Regions from separate parts of the Gossypium arboreum genome. Here region 1 is linked to region 2. A link is a contact called in public Hi-C data. All regions are on one chromosome and are shown on one strand. Each heading gives the region's core, a stretch centred on a gene start, on an enhancer-like site or on the middle of the called end of the contact. The rest is flanking DNA. Distances are from core to core; before and after follow the strand shown. Region 1 holds the start of LOC108476110 (histone-lysine N-methyltransferase ATXR7). Region 2 holds the start of LOC108476125 (pyrophosphate--fructose 6-phosphate 1-phosphotransferase subunit alpha).

Region 1 (5,703 bases), core at 2,009-4,508, 290 kb after region 2:
TGAGTATGGACTGTGGCATGGGATTTTATTTATGTGATTTTTCATTCTGATTTGCATAAATTGCTTGCATGACATTAAGTTTAAAAAACAACAACATAAATTAGTAATTGATAAGATTTCGGTTGAAACTCGATTTTTAAAATAGAATCTGTCAATAACACACTTTTCCGTTGCATTTCTGAAAAATGAGTTTATAATGAAATTAGACTTAGTTTTCAAAATTATTAATGTTTACAAATGAGTTTTCTAAAAACATTTGATTTATGAAGTTAATATGTTCTTATTTCCAAAATAATGACAAATAACCAAGTTCTCCAATTTTGAATAAAAAGATAAATGATTTAGAAGTATGATTGAAAATCTGAAATAGTTTTGAATAAATGATTGAATTTTTGCAATTGAGATGTCATATATTTCGATTCCTAAAATTTGCATGGTTTCTATGGAATTAAAATAAACACTTTATTTCATTTGTTTTGAATTGATATGTAACAGCCTGATTTTGGGCCTAGTCGGAACAGTAGTTTTGGAACCACTAACCCGAGGTCAGAGAAATTATTAATTTTTATAAAATTTTATGTGTTATAACATGTTTATATGAGTACATGAAAATTTTGGTGAAATAATTCTAGCAATTGCATGCTTAATTGCGAAAAAGGACTAAATCGCATAAAGAGAAAAAAGTTTTCTTTTTCTACCAAATGGTGTTAAATAGCTAAAGAATCATAATTAAGGATCTTTAAAGGGCAAATAGACCCATTTCAATAGGGGTGGTCAGCCATAAGGACAAAGATGAATAAAAAAAATCAGATTTGGTGAAGTTGGTAGCCTATTTTAACTAGAAAATAAGATTAAATAAAACAAAAGACTTTATATTTTTCATCCCTTCTTTCACCACTGAAAATTTTAGCCATTTTAGGGGTTTTGGAGCTTCAAAATTTGAGTCACTCTTTACCCTTACAAGTAAGTGATTTTGATGGCCTTTCTTGATAATTTTTGTACTTTTGGGACCCTTGTGGCATACTCTAGCTAATGAGGGGACTATTTTGCAAAATGGTTGAAATTATAGGATTTTTCCATGAGATTTTTCATGTCGTTTGCTGAATTTTTATGAAAGAAAATGAATCATGGTTGCTAAACAAACAACCTTTGTGAAGTAGTTTTCATGAAAACCCTAACTAATGACCATTTTGCATAAGTTATAAATTATGTGGTAAATGTGTGAAATGATGGGAATTGTGGACTGTTTCTAGTATAAAAAGAATTCGGCTAGGCTTGGTTAGTGAAAAAATTTGATAAAAATCTATTTACGAGCCTAGGGGTAAAATCGTAATTTTGTGAAAGTCTAGGTAATGGTCATTTTGCCAAAATATAATTTATGAAATACATTAATTAATATGATGATTAAATTAGTGAATTTTTATCATTTTAGATCAAGAAATATGAAATCTGGACCTAGACAGGGGAAAGGCTAAGCTAGTAGACTAAAGTCAATTAGTTATCCACTTTTTGTATACTGAGGTAAGTTGTACGTAAGTAAGGTAACTTTATCGTTATTATGTGTTGAATGATTATTATTAAATGCATTTGATGCAAATTTCTTATGGTTGTGGTTGTTTTGGTTATATGTGTTATGCTTGGATTAGTTTTGGTTGATGTTGTGTAGGTTGGTACAAGTAAGGGTGGCAAAAAGGCTTGGTAAATAGCCTTGTTTTTGTCTACACTGGCAGACACACAGGCATGTGTCTAGACCGTGTGTGACACATGGTCTACCCCACGGGCGTGTAGTCCGGCCGTGTGGCCCCTGCACTTCAATTTTTCAAGTTAGTATGCATGGTAGTAAACACACGGGTAGAGACACGACCGTGTGTCTCAGCCGCACGGAGGACACGGCCTAACACACGGGCGTGTGCCTTGGCCGTGTGTCCTTAATTGGTAGATGACGTCAGAAATAGAATGTCAAGGTTTTTGTACACGGGCTGGGACACGGGTGTGTCATGGCCATGTGAGGGACACTAGCCATGGACACAGGCGTGTGCCAGGCCATGTGAAAACCTCTGTAGGTTCGAATTGAAAAATAAATTCACACGAGTTAGGGACACGGGCGTGTCCAGATATGTCCAGGCCGTGTGAGCTACACGGGCTTTCAACGTTATCATGTTAAGACGACACACGGGCGTGTGCCCTGTTTACCTTGATATTTTTTTAAAGTTTTCTAAAATACTCAGTTAAGTCCCAAATCTTTTTCAAAGCTTGTTTTGGGCCTCGTGGGCTCGTATTAGGGACTTTATGTTTGGTTTTCAAAAAGTTTTAATTTGGACGAAAATTTATGGCACGAAAATGTTTGTAAGCATGTGTTTAAGTACGGTAACACCTTGTATCCTGTTCCGGCGTTGAACTCGGGTAAAGGGTGTTACATGATAAGCCAATAGTTTTAAAATAATTTTTTTTTAAATTTCAGAAGTTTATTTGGGTCATTTTCGTGGACAAATGGTTTTTGAAATGAGATTGAAAATAAAGTTGAACACGATTTTACTAGTTTTGAATGAACTGCGCAAATGGTTTAAAAAAGTACGTTTGCAATCAAGATCAAGAAAAGTTTCTTTGTGCCATTTCGATAGCCAATGTAGCTTTCCAAATTCGGCAATAATGGCTGGGCTGAGTTTAGGGTGTTACAACTTCATTACTGGAATACTTTCATCCATATAATTTTCTTGCATTCCTAATTTGGTGGATGCTATGAGACAAACTTCGCTTGACCGGCGTCTTTTCAATTTTTAACTCTGGTGGATATTCCTGCCATTCTTAGATTTATTTATATGCTAACTCCACCCATCCCAATGGGTTAATTCCTTTCTATTACAAGGCAGCTAATCTTGACCACAAAATGTTTTTATTACTACCTTAGCGAAATACCATAGCTACTACTTTGAGTCTGGAGCTCTACTCCAATGATAACAAAAACTTATCAGCGTTACTCGAAAAGGGCTATAATTGAGTAGAACTAGAGCCAGCTCTACCTTCATGAGGGCTACAACCTGATGGGTAACATGTGGCAACTATTCCCGTTTTGGGAATATTAAAGGATTCTCCGTTCTATTGATGCCAACAGGTGTCCTTCATAAATTGATAGACTTCAATGGTTCCTTCACAACTCCACAAATATTTTGCTTGATCAGTACTTCCATATTTATTTTAAATTTTATATTTGAGAATCCTAACTATTTCTTTTAATAATTTTTAACTCCATAATTGTGTGGATTATTGACTTTTGATGTAATCGTATTGCTTCAAAGTTCATATATCCATTTATCGCCCAAAAGCGAGCCCAATAAATGAGAGTGGATATTCAATATCGGAATCACAAGGGAGAGGCCTGAAAAAAACCCAAGAATAAAAGATGAAGGTAAATAGCTTGAAATTAAAATAGGGAAATAGCAGCCGGAATCTCACACGATTACGAATGCCATTGCCATATATGAAGAACAATAAATACTAAAAAGCCGAAGGAGCGGAGCGAGTCAGAAGTGAGACTCACTTACGAGAGAGAGAGGGAGGGAGGGAGAGAGGTGAACTTAATTTTGCTTTCGTCTACTTTGTAATTTTGTAAACCCCAAAAAAGAAAGAAAAAAGAAACTACAATAGGAAGAGGCCAAATTAGTCGTGAATACAAGAGCCGGTGGCGATTATGGTTTTCCCCTAATTGGGAAAATTTCTTTCTATCGAAATCCGTACTACTCTATTGGATTTGGTACCAACTTCCAGCAGAGTTTTGCAGATTACCGTGAGGATTGGATTGCATTGCATTGCATTGGATTGGATTGGATTGGATGGGTATGCAATAGAGTTTTATTTATGTGTACGGATAATAGATTATTATGATATATGCCTTCTTATTTTTTCATCTTGGAAATTTGGGCGCTCCTATTCGCAGATGCAACATAATTAGAACAGTTTTCTTTTTTTATTAATTAATAAGACATTTATGAGAATTGAGGTTAGTTAGATTTGAATTTTGATTCAGGTCTGCCCATGGTTTCCTCAACATCCCCTATTGACGAATATGATCACCCTAATTTTTCCCGAAAGCGCCTTAAAGTTTCGGATCTCTCTGCCGATTTTGCATCTTCAAATCGCGGGTATAATTATTAATATACTCTTTTTTGGTTGATGACGCTCTTATTTACATTTTTTTAATCGTATTCATGATTTGACAGTGATGAACAATCTGCAACGGAGATGAGTTGCCAGTCTAATGGAAATAGCAGTGGTATTTCTCAATCTTGTAACGGCGGTGGATCTTCATGCGATAAGAGTTACTCTAGCTATGCGCCATCATCTTCTTCGTATGTGAGTGGATGGATGTATGTCAATGAACACGGCCAGATGTGTGGTCCTTATATCCAGCAGCAGTTATACGAGGGTTTGTCGACTGGTTTCCTGCCGGATGAGCTCCCTGTTTATCCTGTAGTCAATGGGGCTTTGATCAATCCTGTTCCCTTAAAGTACTTTAGGCAGTTCCCTGATCATGTTGCTACTGGGTTTCTATATCTCACTTCAGCCACAGCTTCCAGTTATTTAAAATCTTCATTTACAAATGTCCAACACACTCCTTCCCCTTCGCCTTCTCAATTCAACTGCAATGTAAGTTCCGAAGCATTTAGCTTTGTATTGCAGGTATTATTGTCCCCCCTTCCCCCACCCCCCTTTGTTTCCCCTTTTTTTCCTAAGGCACCCTTTGGATGATTTTCACCTTTTTTGTTCCAGTCTGGTGAAGATGAATGTTGGTTGTTTGAAGATGATGAGAGTAGGAAACATGGGCCCCATTCTCTTTTACAATTGTATTCTTGGCATCGCTGTGGGTATCTTGCAGATTCCATTATGGTAAGCCGTAAGCCTTGAAATTCTCAAGTCATGATTCATCACTGCAGTAACTGTTCATTTGTATCAACTGTAGGGTCCTATGAACTCTTTCGAAACTTGTGTAGGTATTGTGGTAGGCTGGCATGATGTATCTAAGCTTTACTGAGTCTTGCTTCTTATATCTTTTTCTTTTAATTTATTTTCTTGCAGATTTATCATGCTGATGACAGGTTTCGCTCCACCCAATTGCTGTCTGTTTTAAATGCTTGGAAAGGTGGTCAGTATGTTGCTGAAAATGAACAGGAGTTATCAGTGAACTTCATATCGGCAGTTTCTGAAGAAGTTTCTTCTGATCTGCATTCTCGAATTATGAAAGCAGCTCGTAGAGTTATGCTAGATGAAATAATCAGCACTATGATCTCAGAGTTTGTTGCTGCAAAAAAATCTCAGAGACCTCTAATGGTTGAATCATACAACCAGGATGCTAAAAGTTCTGATGGGAAACTGGTAATGTATGCAATCACTCAAAAAAAAAGAAAGAAAAACTTATGTTTATTTGTCTTAAAATCTGAAGCTCCTTTGCCATACAGATTAAAAATACCACGGAAAGAAGTATACATTGTACTTCCAAGTTTGGCACAGTGACCTCCGATGGTGTATCTAATCTTTCTATCCAAGAATCTACAAATTTTGATGCAAGTCTAAAATCTGTTGGAAGCCTTGAAAACTTTTGGGGTTCTTATACAGTTGTTTGTAAAATGCTTTTTGAGTATTGCATGCAAGTTACGTGGAATGCTGTCTTTTATGATAGTATGGTTGAATATTTGTCTTCCTGGAGAA
Region 2 (5,664 bases), core at 546-3,045:
TTTTGTATGCACTTGATTGTAGGTATTTATGGTTTTTTTTTGACATAATGTAAAATAAAAATATAAGAATATATTCATTGAACCAAAATATATATTTAAATATAAATCAAAATAAATTTATATAAAATTCATGTAAAATGTCGTATGATGATATTCGAATTTAGTGTCTATGGTCTAACAACCTCAACCTTGTTATTTCATTAAAGCTCCCAGTAGCTAATTCATATATAATATTAATTTTATTTTTATATAAAAACTCACGTTAATTTGATAATTATCTAATTTTCTATGTATAATAATTATTTACTTTTTTTGTCATCTATATATATACTATTAATAAAATTTTTAATTGAGTTGGTGTCACAAGTTAATTGGATACAAATTCAATTAGAAAATGACTAATATATCTTTTATTAAATGATTATTATTATTATTTTGATGAATTCTTAATTATTTTTTCATATATTTATATAATTTCTAAATAAAAAACTAAAATTCACATTTCTAGGATTAAACCCACTTTATTAGATTTATAAACTAATTCTTTACCATTACGCTAATAATAATTTTTTAATAAACTTTAAAAAATTATCTTTTAACGTATAATATTTTCTCTCACTAAATTTGTGTATCTATATTATTAGTACAAATTTTTCTCGGACCAAATTTACATATCTATAGTTTTACTATGTCCATAAGTTATAGTGCATTTAGTATTGTTTATATGGTGTATTTATGTGATTAAATTACATTTTACTAACAATTTAATCTATTTTTTAATTTTACTATCATACACATTTAATGTGTTATTATAATTAATTAGTTTCAAACCATATGTTTCCTTGTTTATTGATGTTATTTTTAAACACTCATCGTATTTTAAATTTGTGATTTCCACATGTATATGCATGAGATAGGATTTTAGTATTAATAATATTGTTAATTGAGTTGGTGTATTTAGTATTGTTTATCGATGTATTTATGTGTATAAATTTCATTTTACTCATAATTTGATCTTATTTTTATTTTAATACAATACACTTTTCATGTGTTATTATGATTAATTAGTTCTAAACTATACATTTTATTGTTTATTTTATATTATTTTAAAGACACATCTGTAATATAAATTTGTGATTTCCATACGTGTGTGCAGTGGCGGAGCCAATGAGGGCTGGCAGGGGCCCTGGCCCCCTAAAATGAAAAATTTCCATTTAGGCCATTTATAATTTATAAAATTCTAAATTAGTAATGGTAAAATTGTACTTCAGCCCCCTAAAATGATAAAAAATTAATTTAATCCTTTAAAAATTATAAAGATATAGACTATCAAAATGGTGAAATTGCATTTTTACTATAATAAAAATATACAATTTAATTCTGCCGCCAAAAAATTTTTTAGCTCCACCACTGCTTGTGTGATAGGATTTCTAATATTAATAATGTTGTTGATTGAAATGATGTTACAAATTAACTCGACACCAACTTAGGATTGATGACAATATCATGATAAATAATTTATTCATTTAATAATATTAATATGATATATTCAAGTGTTTAAATTTGATTTTATAATTTAATCTAAAATTTTAATATAATACATATTCCATGTGTTATTATTGATAATTAATTTAAATAATATATTTCAATATTTATTACGTGTTATTTTTTAAAATTAATATTTTAAATATATTATTTCCACCTTACATATTTAATAAAATTTTTAATTTTAATTTGGTGTGATCTAATATATTTTATCAAAACCAGAGTATCCACGTCTGGGATCTAATATTCAGATATTCACTATGTAATTTGTAAACGGGGAATGAGAAGGGGTGGCAGTAGCGTAATAATAGAAAATGGAAGGGTGTATATTTTGAAAGGAAAGACGCAGGGCAAAAGAAAAAAGGTAAAAAAATTGGTTCGGTTGTATCGCCCATAGGAGCAGTATTACGACTCAGCAGTCCGAGAGTGAGATATAAAAAGCACATCACTTCCACTACAGACTACTCCCCATACCAAACACCCCGCCGCAGCAACCATCTACCATCCATCTTCTCATTCTACTCTTTACCTACCAAGATCAAGAAACCTCAACAATCAACAACTACCAACTAGATTTGGATTAAGTCACCCAAAACCAATCAACCAACCAAGCAACCGAGAAGCAAAAAGAATGGACTCTGATTATGGCATTCCCAGAGAACTTTCTGATCTTCAGAAACTCCGATCTCAATACCAACCACAGCTCCCTCCTTGCCTCGAGGTCGCTCCCTTCTTTCTCTTCACTTTCTGCATCTGAATCTCATGTTTTCTTTTTCTTTTTCTTTTTAATTTGTAATCGTTCATCTCAAGATTTTCGCGTTTGCTTATTTTTTTAAAATTAAGTTTCTATTTTTGGCTTTTCTTAGATCTATTCAATTTAATCTCTGCTTTCACACGATTATTGCTATTGCTTAATGCTAATCACGATTCATACATCTCTTCTGATTTTTATGATCTTTTGCTTCTGCATGTACGGTGTTTAGATTTGACCTGCTGTTACGCGGCTGTAGACTACACTAGATACTTGATTGCGGGCATTTTCTTATTAACAATTAGTTTTCACGTTTCTTCAGGGAACTACTGTCAGGGTTGAGTTTGGTGATACCACTACATCTTTAGACCCGGCTGATGCTCATACCATAGCCCGAGCTTTTCCTCACACTTATGGCAAGCCCTTGGCTCACTTTCTCAGGGCAACTGCCAAAGTACCTGATGCTCAGATTATAACTGAGCATCCAGCTATTAGGTGCTTGTTATATCACACTTCATGATATTGTTTCTCTACTTTTTTCTTTTGGTTCATTTTCATCGCAATAATTCTCCATCCTTTCACCTTTCTGTGGAATTATTAGCATTTATTCATGGTCGTATGCTTCTGTATGTATGTATTTATGTATGCAAGTGTATTTTTATTTGTCTAATGACCAGATCTTCTCGAATAACAGGGTTGGACTTGTCTTTTGTGGGAGACAATCCCCTGGTGGCCATAACGTCGTATGGGGCCTCCACAAAGCTCTCAAAATCCACAACCCTAATAGCACTTTGCTGGGCTTTTTGGGTAAGCAGCGCTCAGTTTAAATGGTGTTATACAGTCAATGCCACAAAACACATACATGATACAATTATATGAGAGGACACACGTAAAATGCCCAAGATGTCGGTGAAAAACAAACTTTGATTGAAATAGTAAAATGAAAACTATAAAGTTCAAATCAATGTGTATTTTTTTTATTTTTATAAAGAAGATATAAAAAGATGAACTCTCGCAAAATTATATAATTTATTTTGTAAAACAATGTTATTTTTAGTCATTACCCAACAATCGAGTTGGTACTTGATTGACTACCAACCTAGTCAAGGGCTTAATATACAGTGTGGATGCATAATTATAAGGACTATGGTACATGCACAGTGAGAATTTAAAAAAAAGTATTTTTTTGAGAGAAGTTAATCTGATTTTTAGAATTACATGAGAGATAATATATTAGTATTTAAAAAAAGTAAAATACTTGTAAAACAACGTGGGTGAGAAACTGAAAATAGAAACAATACAATTGGAAAAATAGGAAGAAAAATAAAATAGGAAAAAATAGGAAGTTATATGTGAACTAAAAATGGGAAATTATATTAGCATATATATGTTTACTCTTGTAAATGTCCATAAATGAATGCGCACGCTCACTTGAACTTATGAGTATCTGTTCAAGTAAAATCATTCTATTTTATGTTGTGGTTGATTGTATATTGCACATCTTGTGATTTTCTTATATTTTCTGTTATTCCATTACAATACAATTTATGTTTTTGCTTGCCATTCTCTGTGTGACGGGTGATTCTTTTACTGCTCCTGCTAACAGGTGGTACTCAAGGTTTATTTGCCCAAAAAACACTAGAGATCACTGATGATATTCTTTCAACCTACAAAAATCAGGGTATTCTTTTCATGAGGCAATCTTGTGTAAAAAAGCTTTGATTTCATGTTGTTCTATAAAATCTAACATGCTTTGCTATGTTTTTTTGTGTGAGAAGGTGGTTATGATCTCTTAGGACGAACACAAGATCAAATTAGAACAACTGAGCAAGTTAAGGCTGCACTAGCTGCCTGCAATGATTTGAAATTGGATGGCCTTGTAATTATTGGAGGTGAATTAATTTTTAAGGTTTTTAAGATGTTATTATAAGTTATTAGAAGTTGCGAAGTAAGAGTTTTGTTTTGCTTGTAGGTGTAACATCAAACACAGATGCTGCTCAACTTGCTGAAACATTTGCTGAAGCTAAATGTCCTACAAAGGTAACTTCTACGATTAGATTCTCTATACCATAACAGCTATTTAGGTGCTTCTATCTCTATTTCAATTGGATATTTCTCAATGCGTCTCACGTTTTTAGGTGGTTGGTGTTCCTGTTACACTGAATGGAGACCTCAAGAATCAATTTGTTGAAACCAATGTTGGTTTTGATACTATATGCAAGGTCAATTCCCAACTCATCAGTAATGTCTGCACTGATGCTCTCTCTGCAGAGAAGGTGAGTTGTTTACATCATAAGATAGTATCTCCTTGGTGAATGGTCACATCATAAGATAGCTTTTTATTGTCTTACCCTAGCTGCTTTTCTTTTTTAGTACTATTATTTTATCCGTCTTATGGGAAGGAAGGCATCACATGTTGCCCTGGAATGCACCCTCCAATCTCATCCCAATATGGTCAGTTTTGGCTTGCTAGTTATATCTTTTAGTTACATATGGTACTGAAAATATCTATTTTTCTCTTTAACTTTTGATATATTTTAACAGGTAATTCTTGGTGAAGAAGTGGCTGCATCAAAGCTTACACTTTTTGACATAACAAAGCAAATTTGTGATGCAGTTCAAGCTAGGGCCGAGCAAGGTCAAATAATTCAAGTTCCTTTATTTCATGTTAGAAAGAGCTTAGTTGTCATTGTGTTTTCCTGACCTTGTATGTATGCACCAGACAAGAACCATGGGGTCATCCTCCTGCCTGAAGGGCTTATAGAGAGCATTCCTGAAGTGTATGCGCTATTGAAGGTAACTAATGTTAAACAGTGACTCCTCTCTAATTCCCTTCACATCCCTCTTGCTTTCAAGGATAGAAGTTTCTTTCTATTTGAAGCTTTGATATATGACATTAATCTGTGGTTATGTTGATGATTTTTACTTCAGGAAATTCACAGTTTGCTCAGGCAAAATGTATCTGCTGATAAAATTTCTTCCCAATTATCACCTTGGGCATCTGCTTTGTTTGAATTTTTGCCACATTTCATAAGGAAACAGGTGCTGATTCTAATTTCCTAGAATTCTTAACGATTAGAAGATATTTGCGCATGGTGTACCAATTAATGAGCTTAATGTGTTATAATTCTTAACGATTAGAAGATATTTGCACATGGTGTACCAATTAATGAGCTTAATGAGTGTTATGTTAAATGTCTCAGCTTCTTCTCCAACCTGAGTCAGACGATTCTGCACAGCTATCACAGGTCACTAGCTTAAGATATAATTACTTTCTTATTAAGAACATAGTCCATCAAATCTTTCAAATAGCTGATATTTGTTCTGTTTTCTTCCAGATTGAGACAGAGAAACTACTGGCGCACCTT

The links. Hi-C and Micro-C count contacts between places; a contact is called where the count stands out from the background.
Region 1: a contact with region 2 is called in a Hi-C map of leaf, with 3 times the contacts expected there. The contact joins the promoter of LOC108476110 here to the promoter of LOC108476125 in region 2. A contact is called at or near these places in 2 of 5 Hi-C or Micro-C datasets (both in leaf).

Annotation. Positions count from the first base shown.
Region 1 is chr3:105,400,117-105,405,819 of ASM2569848v2, forward strand. It overlaps LOC108476110 (histone-lysine N-methyltransferase ATXR7), which reads left to right and starts at 3,259. Exons shown (of 19, transcript XM_053025809.1): 1 at 3,259-3,834; 2 at 4,025-4,139; 3 at 4,218-4,677; 4 at 4,768-4,884; 5 at 5,074-5,370; 6 at 5,454-5,703. The coding sequence starts at 3,831.
Region 2 is chr3:105,114,189-105,119,852 of ASM2569848v2, forward strand. LOC108476125 (pyrophosphate--fructose 6-phosphate 1-phosphotransferase subunit alpha) reads left to right here and starts at 1,796. Exons shown (of 18, transcript XM_017778227.2): 1 at 1,796-2,266; 2 at 2,619-2,791; 3 at 2,991-3,103; 4 at 3,903-3,977; 5 at 4,075-4,188; 6 at 4,269-4,336; 7 at 4,435-4,572; 8 at 4,670-4,750; 9 at 4,841-4,934; 10 at 5,019-5,092; 11 at 5,228-5,338; 12 at 5,500-5,544; 13 at 5,635-5,664. The coding sequence starts at 2,177.